Regions from separate parts of the Mus musculus genome. Here all the other regions are linked to region 2. A link is a contact called in public HiCAR-type and promoter capture Hi-C data. All regions are on one chromosome and are shown on one strand. Each heading gives the region's core, a stretch centred on a gene start, on an enhancer-like site or on the middle of the called end of the contact. The rest is flanking DNA. Distances are from core to core; before and after follow the strand shown. Region 1 holds the start of Vav2 (vav 2 oncogene). Region 2 holds the start of Mrps2 (mitochondrial ribosomal protein S2). Region 3 holds the start of Dbhos (dopamine beta hydroxylase, opposite strand).

Region 1 (2,919 bases), core at 333-2,832, 1.0 Mb after region 2:
GCTGGCTGTGGAGGGCAGACTGAAAGGCAAGGTAGAAGCGGGCTGCTGAGGAACCCAAGGGGAGGAACATAGACCTTGGTGGTGGCAGAGCTGGCAGTGCTCAGAATCTGAAACTTGCTGGCAAATTAGAAGTGGGGAGTTAACATCAGAGTCCATAAAAGAATACGCTGTAGCTGACCAGCTCATGACTGGGAAGACAGAGATGTTTAGTTCCGTTATGATGTAGAACTGCCTCTGGACGAGGCCTGGCTCTCCATAGCCATGCTTGCCCCTATCCCGTAAGAGCTCCCAGGAGACCTGCTACCCCTTTCCAGGGGCATTCTTCTCTGAAGCCTCGTGCATGGTTAGTTGGTGGCCCACTTCCCACATCCCAGACATGTGGCTGGGGTTGACAGTTCCTACCTCAGGGTTTCGTCTGCTCAGTTCACTGCAGAGCTCTGGTATTCAGCACAAGTGGCTTTCAGTGGTGCTCATGACCAAAGTGGGGAGGTACACTTCTCTTGGACACTTCCAGAGGGCAATCCTGGTGAACAGTTCTGGGCTGAGAGAATGGGTGAGGAGAAAGATCCCCTTTACCAGTCCTCCGCATGTTTGTTTTGAGCTCGTGAACTCTGACCTACACATGCACAACAGACACCTGGAATACTTCCCACCCAGCTTTTCTTCATTCATCCTTTCTATTATTTCCGAGATGAGTGATGTCCCCACTAGCCAGATAAGGAATTGGGTACCAGAGAGTTCTGCTGGTGCCAGGAGGCCTGGATCTTCTGACTTGGAGGACTGACATGCTAACTCCACTATATGCTCTGCACTACAGCCCCTCAAAGACAGACAGACCCCTCTTTTGTAGCATCTAGGCTGTCAGCTGATGCCATTGCCCTCAAGACCACCAGGGGGCAGCAGACGAACGCTTGATTGGATGGCAAAATTCGTTTGTCCTAGACCTGGTCTTAGCTTCTGATGAGGCAGGAAGGCTGGAGTGCTGGGAGCACAGAGGCCTCTTTTCTGTGAGAGAGCTCCCTGGGTACACACGCCAAGGCATGAATGCAGCAGCATTTAGCAGGGTGCTTTGCTTTCAGCTTTGCAATCTCCTTTCTTTCCTTCTTTCTTTTTCCTCCCTTTGGTGCAGGGTGTTGAATGACTCTTAGGGAGATGCTGGAGGGTCTGCCTGTAGCCCTGTGCTTTGGACGATTTAACCCCCAGTCCGCAGGAGGTCCTTCCCCTGAAGCTATTCAGAGGTGAAGTAGAGGGGCTGAAGGCTCTACCTGGCTTCTCTGCCGGATCTCTAGGATTAGGGTTCATGCTTCCTCCTTAGGTGGGGCAGGTGATGGGACTTCCTGCAGAGAGAGGCCTTTCTGGGAGGGACTTCCCTGGGTGCAGGGGACAGATCTGTCATCCTTCCCTGGCCCAGGTAAACTGAGAGAGGCAGGGGCTGACAGAACACCGCCCACAAAAGCTCGGCTCTTGGAAACTGGTCACTTTCCTCTCTTCTAGCTCCCTTTCATGACACCAGTCTCATAGAAGACTTGGCTTTGTGGGGTTCCCTTCTTCTTTACCAAGAACCCACAGCTCCTGATACTGTCCAGAGCAAATTAATTTTAATCACAAAAATCAGTTATTTATGCTTTTGAAGTCCCTCCCACTGTCACAATGTCCTCAGGACACAACACGGTCTATCTCTCCAGCACCTCCCACTAGACAATCAAGGGGGCTGAAAGTGAAGGATTTTTTTCCCCCTCTCTCCGTTATTGTGGAGGCGGAGTGTCTTGCGGACCCTGGCAAGGACAGAGGACTGGAAGAGGCCATAGGGGCGTAGGGTGTGTAGGCCAGCCTGGTTCGCGTTCTGGGGTCTATCTTTGCCGAAAGACCCTGCAAGGGCACCCAGCGTTACCGCGGTCATCTTCTAGTCTCTTCTGCCGTGCGGCGGCCTCATCGCACCGCAAGAAAGACCTCCAGCCTCCACGTGCACCTAGGGAAAGTCGTGGGCGGGGAGCCTGCTCAGGAGCCCCGCCTTCCTCAACTTTCGCTGGCGGCCCAGGGGCAGGAAGTGGGAGGACGGGTTGGAGGCGGTGCTTGGGTCTCCGGGGAGGTGCCGGGTGAAGGTGCCAGCTCCGCCCCCGGCCCCGCCCGGCCGTGGCCGCGCCCCCTGCACCCCCAGCGCCTAGGAGCCGCGGAGCCTCGGAGTCCCAGTGCCCCGCGAGTGGCGTAGAGCCCGCGGGCCCGGCGAACAAAGCGACGGTGGAGCGAGCAGCTCAGGCGCCGGACGCAGGGAGCGAGCGACCCGCTGCGCCTTTGTCTCGGGTGGGGCAGGAGCGGTGGCCGAAGCGGGGCGCCCGGAGCTCAGAATGCGGCGCCCAGAGGGGCGGATCGAGAAGCGCTGCGACTGCAGGAGGCGTGGAGCCCCGGCCGGAGCACGAGCGGACTTGTGTGTGTGAAAGAGGGACCCCGCACGCTGCCCCGCGAGCGCCGGTTGGCCGCACGTGGGCGGGAGCGGCGGCCGGCTAGTAGCCCGAAGAGGAGGAGGAGGAAGAGGAGGGCCGTGCGGCCGCGCAGCGGGGACCCGGGGCCGCCTGCGCGAAGCCCCGCCCCGGCGGCCGAGCCCCGCGCGGGCGGGCGGGATGCCCCGCGGTCACCGCACTTTGGCCGGAGCGCTACCCTGAGCCAGCTGGCCAGCGGCCGCAGCGGCGAGCGCACAGGCGCCGCGGGCGCCATGGAGCAGTGGCGGCAATGCGGCCGCTGGCTCATCGACTGCAAGGTCCTGCCGCCCAACCACCGCGTCGTGTGGCCCTCGGCGGTGGTCTTCGACCTGGCGCAGGCGCTGCGCGACGGCGTCCTTCTGTGCCAGCTGCTGCACAACCTCTCCCCCGGTTCCATCGACCTTAAGGACATCAACTTCCGGCCGCAGATGTCCCAGGTGAG
Region 2 (2,727 bases), core at 167-2,666:
GATCCAGATCGATGATATCTTGGCCCAGGCGGTTCCCAAAGATGTACGGCTCCATAAACCTGCCAAAAAACCCCCAGGGTAAACGGACCCGTGTGCGTGGAGCTGCCCTGCCCCTTCCACAGCCACCTACCTACCAGCCACCCAGGCTCTTACATTTACCAACTCCCACTACTCCTGCCTAGGGAGTGATGGGCTGGGGACACAGGTGTGGACTTGCGCACAGACAATCAGGTTTGTGGCTCAACCTGTCCCACCTTCTCCCTGTGGAGATTTGAGAACCAACTGCAGATAAACATGAACCCAACCAAGGTGCTCTGCCCAGTTTAACTCTCTAGGGCCACTTCTGTTCTATACAGCAGGTCCTCTCCACCGGGCTCCCCCGCCTGCCATGACCCTCAGTTTTCACCCTGTCTGTGAACCAGCATCAATACTAGCACTGCACTTGGTGTTGCCGCAGACACCCCCACCCTGCCCCCACTTCCAACCCTGACCCAACTCCACCACTCTGCCCACACGGCCTGTGCCAACTACCTATGGCGGCAACCAGCTTTATGTCCCAGGTGTACTCGGGCCTCGAAGAGGCTCTTCACAGAAAACAGCTCCTTGACATTGAAGAAATCCGAATGCTGTAATGGCGTATCTAGGATCCTGCTCTGGAAATCTGAAAAAGAGAGTAAGGGCAGACACTGTGGCCCATCACCAACCAACCAAAGACTCACCAGTCTCCTGGGAGTGGGAAACTCAAAGCTGTGAGGAAACGCCAGGAAAGATCTGGAAGACACAGGGGCATTTTTGCAACACCGAGGGACTAGTGTCAAGGTCTAAAGTGACTGTGTGCGGGGAAAACCTGGCCAAGTCCTCTTCCCTTAATCTCCACAGATGTAAGAGGAAAACGAACCAGGGGCCTCGTTGACTTCGGGTGCCTTAAACGCCCCTCCAGAAGACCAGCAAGATGGACAGATACAAAAGTAAGTCTTCACGGGTTTCGAGAGCTACCAGGCCACAGGGGTTCTATCTCCCTCCCACCACACTTAGATTGGTACTGGGTTCCTTTGGGGACCCTGCAATGACAACCTCTCCACGATTCCGCGCCCCGGCCCAGCTCCACCCGCTGATCTTTACCGTCGCCATCCTGGGGCTCGCTGACTGCGGGGACCGGGGCTCCCGTGACCTTCCTACCATTCTGCTCCGCAGGGCCCGGGATCGCCTTCTGCAGGAAACCTGGCCAGCGCCGCACACCTGCGGGGAAAGAGCCGGTGGGGGCGCGTCCAACCCTCGTCCCTGTCCTCCCCTCTCGGATCCCCGGGTTCCCCCCATCTCCGAGATTCACCGCGCTCACCTGCACACAGCAGCCGGGTCAGCACGGCCGGAGCGGGCGCCATGGCGGGCGCGTGGACAGAGATCCTGCAGAGACTCTTCCTGCCCGGCAGAGCGCCTCCTCCTCTGAGCGCGCGGGGTCGCAGCGCCGCTTGCTGGCCCGGAGGACCCTCTCCGCTGTGCACCGCTCGCTGCGCCCGCATCCTTGTAAATGGGCGAGTTGGCACTGTGACCAGTGGTCTGCACTCAGCTGGGACGTGGGGCTGAGCTAGAATGAGCGACCTCTCACCCACAGCTCGTTCCTCTCGATAAAATTACAGCATCCTCTGGAGGAGGCGACCCTCTTGTTCAAATTGGTTTTTAGAGGTTGTTTTTAGGGTTGCTGTTTTTTTTTGTTGTTGTTTTTGTTTTTGTTTTTGTTTTGTTTTGTTTTGTTTTTCCTGAGACCCGGTTTCTCCGTAGCCTTGAGCCTTGACTGTCATGGTATTCGCTATGTAGACCAGGTTGGCTTGAACTCAGAGAGCAACCCGCCTCTGCCTCTGGAGAGCTGAGATTGAAGGCATGCCCTACCACCGCCCCGTTTATTGTTTGTTTTATAAGTGCATTAAAAAAAACTATTTATTTTATGTATATGAATACACTGTGACTATCTTCAGACACACCAGAAGAGGGCATCAGATCCCATTACAGATGGTCGTGAGCCACCATGTGGTTGCTGGAAATTGAACTCAGGACCTGTGGAAGAGCAGTCAGTGCTCTTAACTGCTGAGTCGTCGCTCCAGCATGCATTTTTTTTATTTTTTAACATTTGTTTTAGTTTTACTTATTTTTTGCCTACATGTATGTATGTGTACCTTGTGAGTGCCTTGTCCCTGTGGAGAGCAGGTGTCTGACCTCCAGGAACTAGAGTTAAAAGTGTTTATGAGTCACCTTGTAGGCTCTGGGAGTTGAATCCAGGTTCCCTACAAGAGCAATGAATGCCCTAAATTGCTGAGCCATCTCTCCATCCCCAAATTACATTAAACTATGACGACAACAACGATGACATTGACAATGATGACGACGACGATGACAGCAACAACAACAACAACAATCTCCCTGACTGGCCAGACATTCATAGAGATCTGACTGCCTCTGTCCCCTGGGTGTTGGAATTATTGGTGCACACCACCACACTGTGCCCTAAGTAATTTTTTATTGTTTGTTTTAAAATTACTATTTATTTTTATTATTGTTGTTAAGACAGGGTTTCACTATATACTCCTGACTGGTCTAGTACTCTCTTTTTAAATCAGGCTGGCCTCGAACTCAGAGATCTGCCTCCTGGCATTGCGCTAGCACGTCATTAATGCTGAACTATGTGCATGGTTCACAAGATCATTTTTTATATTTCACCAATATATGGCCTAG
Region 3 (2,900 bases), core at 300-2,799, 1.3 Mb after region 2:
AAGGGTAGGGCTGCTGAGCAGGAGTCTGACTGCAGCAAGTAGTGTCCCTTTCCTGGATCCAGCCTGAGAGCAACAGTTGCGCTCGATGCTCAGAGGAGAAGCATGGTTCTTAGTAAACAGCAGAGTGACACACACACACACACACACACACACACACACACACACACACACATTTATTTTTAACAGATTCAAAAAGCACTCCCGTTCTGCAGCTAGGAACAAGGCTGGAACGCTGGCAGAAGTGATTCAGCCAACTTCAGAAGTAACAATTACCCAGTCTTCGTAGTTACCAGGGGAGGGAAGCAGGCCTGCCTGCTTTGCTGGCTTTGAGAGACCAGCCTGTGGTTGTCCCCATCTGACACACAAGGAGATAGAACCACACAGAGGGGAAGATGGGTTCCCAGGGTCACGCAGCCATCTGTGGTAGGGCAGGGCAGGGTAGGGCACAGACAAGACAGCATTCAGGGACCCCAAAATGGGTTTTCTTAGCAACATAAGGGGTAGGAGTGTACCCTGACAGCCAAGATCAGGAAAATCCCACAGGAGTCATGAGGATGGGCTGACCAGAACTAAAATCTGGAAAAAACCCCAGATGTTGAGGCAGAGCCAGCAGGGCCCATGGGCATCTATAGCTAGCCTTTCTATGTATGTATTGTATGCATGTATGTATGTATGTATGTATGCTTGTATGTATGTGTGTATGCGTGTATGCATGCATGTATGTATGTATGCTTCTATGCTTGTATGCATGTATGTATGTGTATATGTATGTATGTATGTATATATATATATATGTGTGTGTGTATGTGTGTGTGTGTGTGTGTGTATGTATAAATAAAATTTTTGACACAGATCCTCACTATGTAGAGCAGGCTGGCCTTGAACTCACAGAGATCTGTCTGCTTGCCTCTGCCTCCTGTCTGTTGGATTTAAAAGTTTGTGCCATCACACCCAGGCCTGGGTGCTGGGAATTTGAATTCGGGTCCTCGTGCTCATGAGCAAGCATTTTAACTGCCTGAGCCATCTCCCCAGCCCTTACATTTCAGTGTTGCCTTTTTAATTTATTTATTGTTGTTATCATTGTCTGCCCTTCCTCTTATTAATCTTGTAGCGGACTGATCTGACCCTGGACAGGGAACAGTGGTCAGCTATCCTGTCTGTGTTTCACCTCCTTGTAGTGTTTGGGAGGTCCAGGGCGCGGGGTGTTGTCCTTCCTTCTCTCCTGCTCTTGCCTGCACCCCCACCCTGGTGACTCTGCTAGGGTTTGACTATGTCAGCTGCCTTCCCAGGGTGGGCTGGGGGTGGCACCCAGGACGTCACTGTCACCATGTCAGGAAATAGACTCGGTGTGCTGCTAAATGCCTGGCTTCGCTCCAAGCCTCATCGATGACGGCTGACCTCATTTAGAACCAATTTCAGTGTTTTAATAAGCCCCTTGCCTTCCCGAATTTCTCTGATGCTGGAAGCCTTTGGGAGCTGTAATCCCCCATGGGCTCTGCCACGTGAGGCCATCTGTGGCTACGTCCTGACTGTGGGCGGTGACAACCAGCAGTGTAGCTACTGGAGTGAGGGCATGGAAGCTGGCCTGGGCAGCTGATGCAGACTAGGCAGGGCAGACAGCTCCGCAGCAGGGCCACAGGACTCCCAGCCTGAAGCCGAGCTCCTACGGTCTTCCTTGGGACAGATCAATATCAACCTTGTGACAGGCAACATGTCTCCTTGGGGAGTTGTCTTCTGTCCCCTCAGCCTAAGCCCAGTGGCTGTGATTGAAGGTTGAAAAGGCGCGTTCTCCCGAGGACAAGTCCCAGGATGAAGCAGGATGGATCCATGACGTATGTCTGTGCTTTAGGAAGGAAAGCACCAGGAAAAGCGGCCATGAAAGAATCTGCAGGATGGACATCATTGGAGCCCACTCCAGGAGTGCTGAAACCCACAGAAGGATCCAGGGCCAGGAAGACAATCTCTACAAGCAAGGCCATGTGTGGGGGGTGTCCAGCAATCCCATGTGAACCTGAGCGGGTCACCATGCATAAGCCTTCAAGTGTGAGTGACCCACACCCTTGATGTCTCCTTCAGGGGCCATCTCTTCTGAGTGTGCTGAGTAATGAGAAGGTGAAGGGGGAGGCAGCCTCCCCCCACCACCACATATAACATACCACACACATACATCCACATACGCCACACATACACCTCATATACCCCACACACCATACATACCACACACACCACACATAACACACACACATCACATACACAATACACACACAGCACACATACACATCACACACATACATAAACCATACACTACACACACATATCCCCCTACACCCACACATATATACATACCACACACAACACTAACAAATTGTTTTCCCTCTTTTTGAGGCCACACAGCACGTGGAGGTCAACAGTCATCTCAGCGATCACCAACTCTACAGCAGTCTTTCACCCACTGCCAACCCAAATCTGCCAGTCTAAAGAGGTGAAGCTTATCCCCCAAGGATATCCCTGCTGCAACTGTACTGGCATGATTCCACAGGAGCTGGGTGGCCAAGGCCAGAAGAGTACCAGAGAGGCATGTGACCACCCTCAAGGTGCTTCCTGGTTCCCAAGGTGTCATGGGATTGACATCATGTTCCAATGGCTGTATCCAATAGCAGGGATAGGTAAGGTCACAGAGGATAGGGATTTTAGGTGTGGTTTAGTAGAGTGTAGGTATATGGATATGTATGTTTGCATGTGTATGTGGGGGGGGCGATGCATATGCATGGGTATGTGGGGGGGACGATGCATATGCATGGGTATGTGAGGGGGGCGATGCATATGCATGGGTATGTGGAAACCAGAGAACAATCTCAGATATTCTTTCTCAGGTGCCAGGAACCATTTGGTTGTTGTTT

What was found. Promoter capture Hi-C pulls out the DNA fragments that hold promoters and counts their contacts. HiCAR-type assays count read pairs that join an accessible place to other places.
Region 1: a contact with region 2 is called in a HiCAR-type map of embryonic stem cells, with 5 times the contacts expected there. The contact joins the promoter of Vav2 here to the promoter of Mrps2 in region 2. A contact is called at or near these places in 1 of 39 promoter capture datasets (embryonic stem cells), 1 of 484 Hi-C or Micro-C datasets (embryonic stem cells) and 6 of 115 datasets of contacts at active chromatin or transcription factors (astrocytes, embryonic hindbrain, embryonic stem cells and 1 more).
Region 3: a contact with region 2 is called in a promoter capture Hi-C map of the HPC-7 cell line. The contact joins the promoter of Dbhos here to the promoter of Mrps2 in region 2. A contact is called at or near these places in 3 of 39 promoter capture datasets (the HPC-7 cell line, cranial neural crest and liver).

Annotation. Positions count from the first base shown.
Region 1 is chr2:27,426,271-27,429,189 of GRCm38.p6, reverse strand. It overlaps Vav2 (vav 2 oncogene), which reads left to right and starts at 1,582. Exons shown (of 28, transcript NM_009500.2): 1 at 1,582-2,914. The coding sequence starts at 2,711.
Region 2 is chr2:28,466,755-28,469,481 of GRCm38.p6, reverse strand. Mrps2 (mitochondrial ribosomal protein S2) reads right to left here and starts at 1,416. Exons shown (of 4, transcript NM_080452.3): 1 at 1,340-1,416; 2 at 1,123-1,239; 3 at 532-661; 4 at 1-59. The coding sequence starts at 1,382.
Region 3 is chr2:27,161,352-27,164,251 of GRCm38.p6, reverse strand. It overlaps Dbhos (dopamine beta hydroxylase, opposite strand), which reads left to right and starts at 1,549. Exons shown (of 7, transcript NR_040524.1): 1 at 1,549-2,043; 2 at 2,395-2,666; 3 at 2,874-2,900.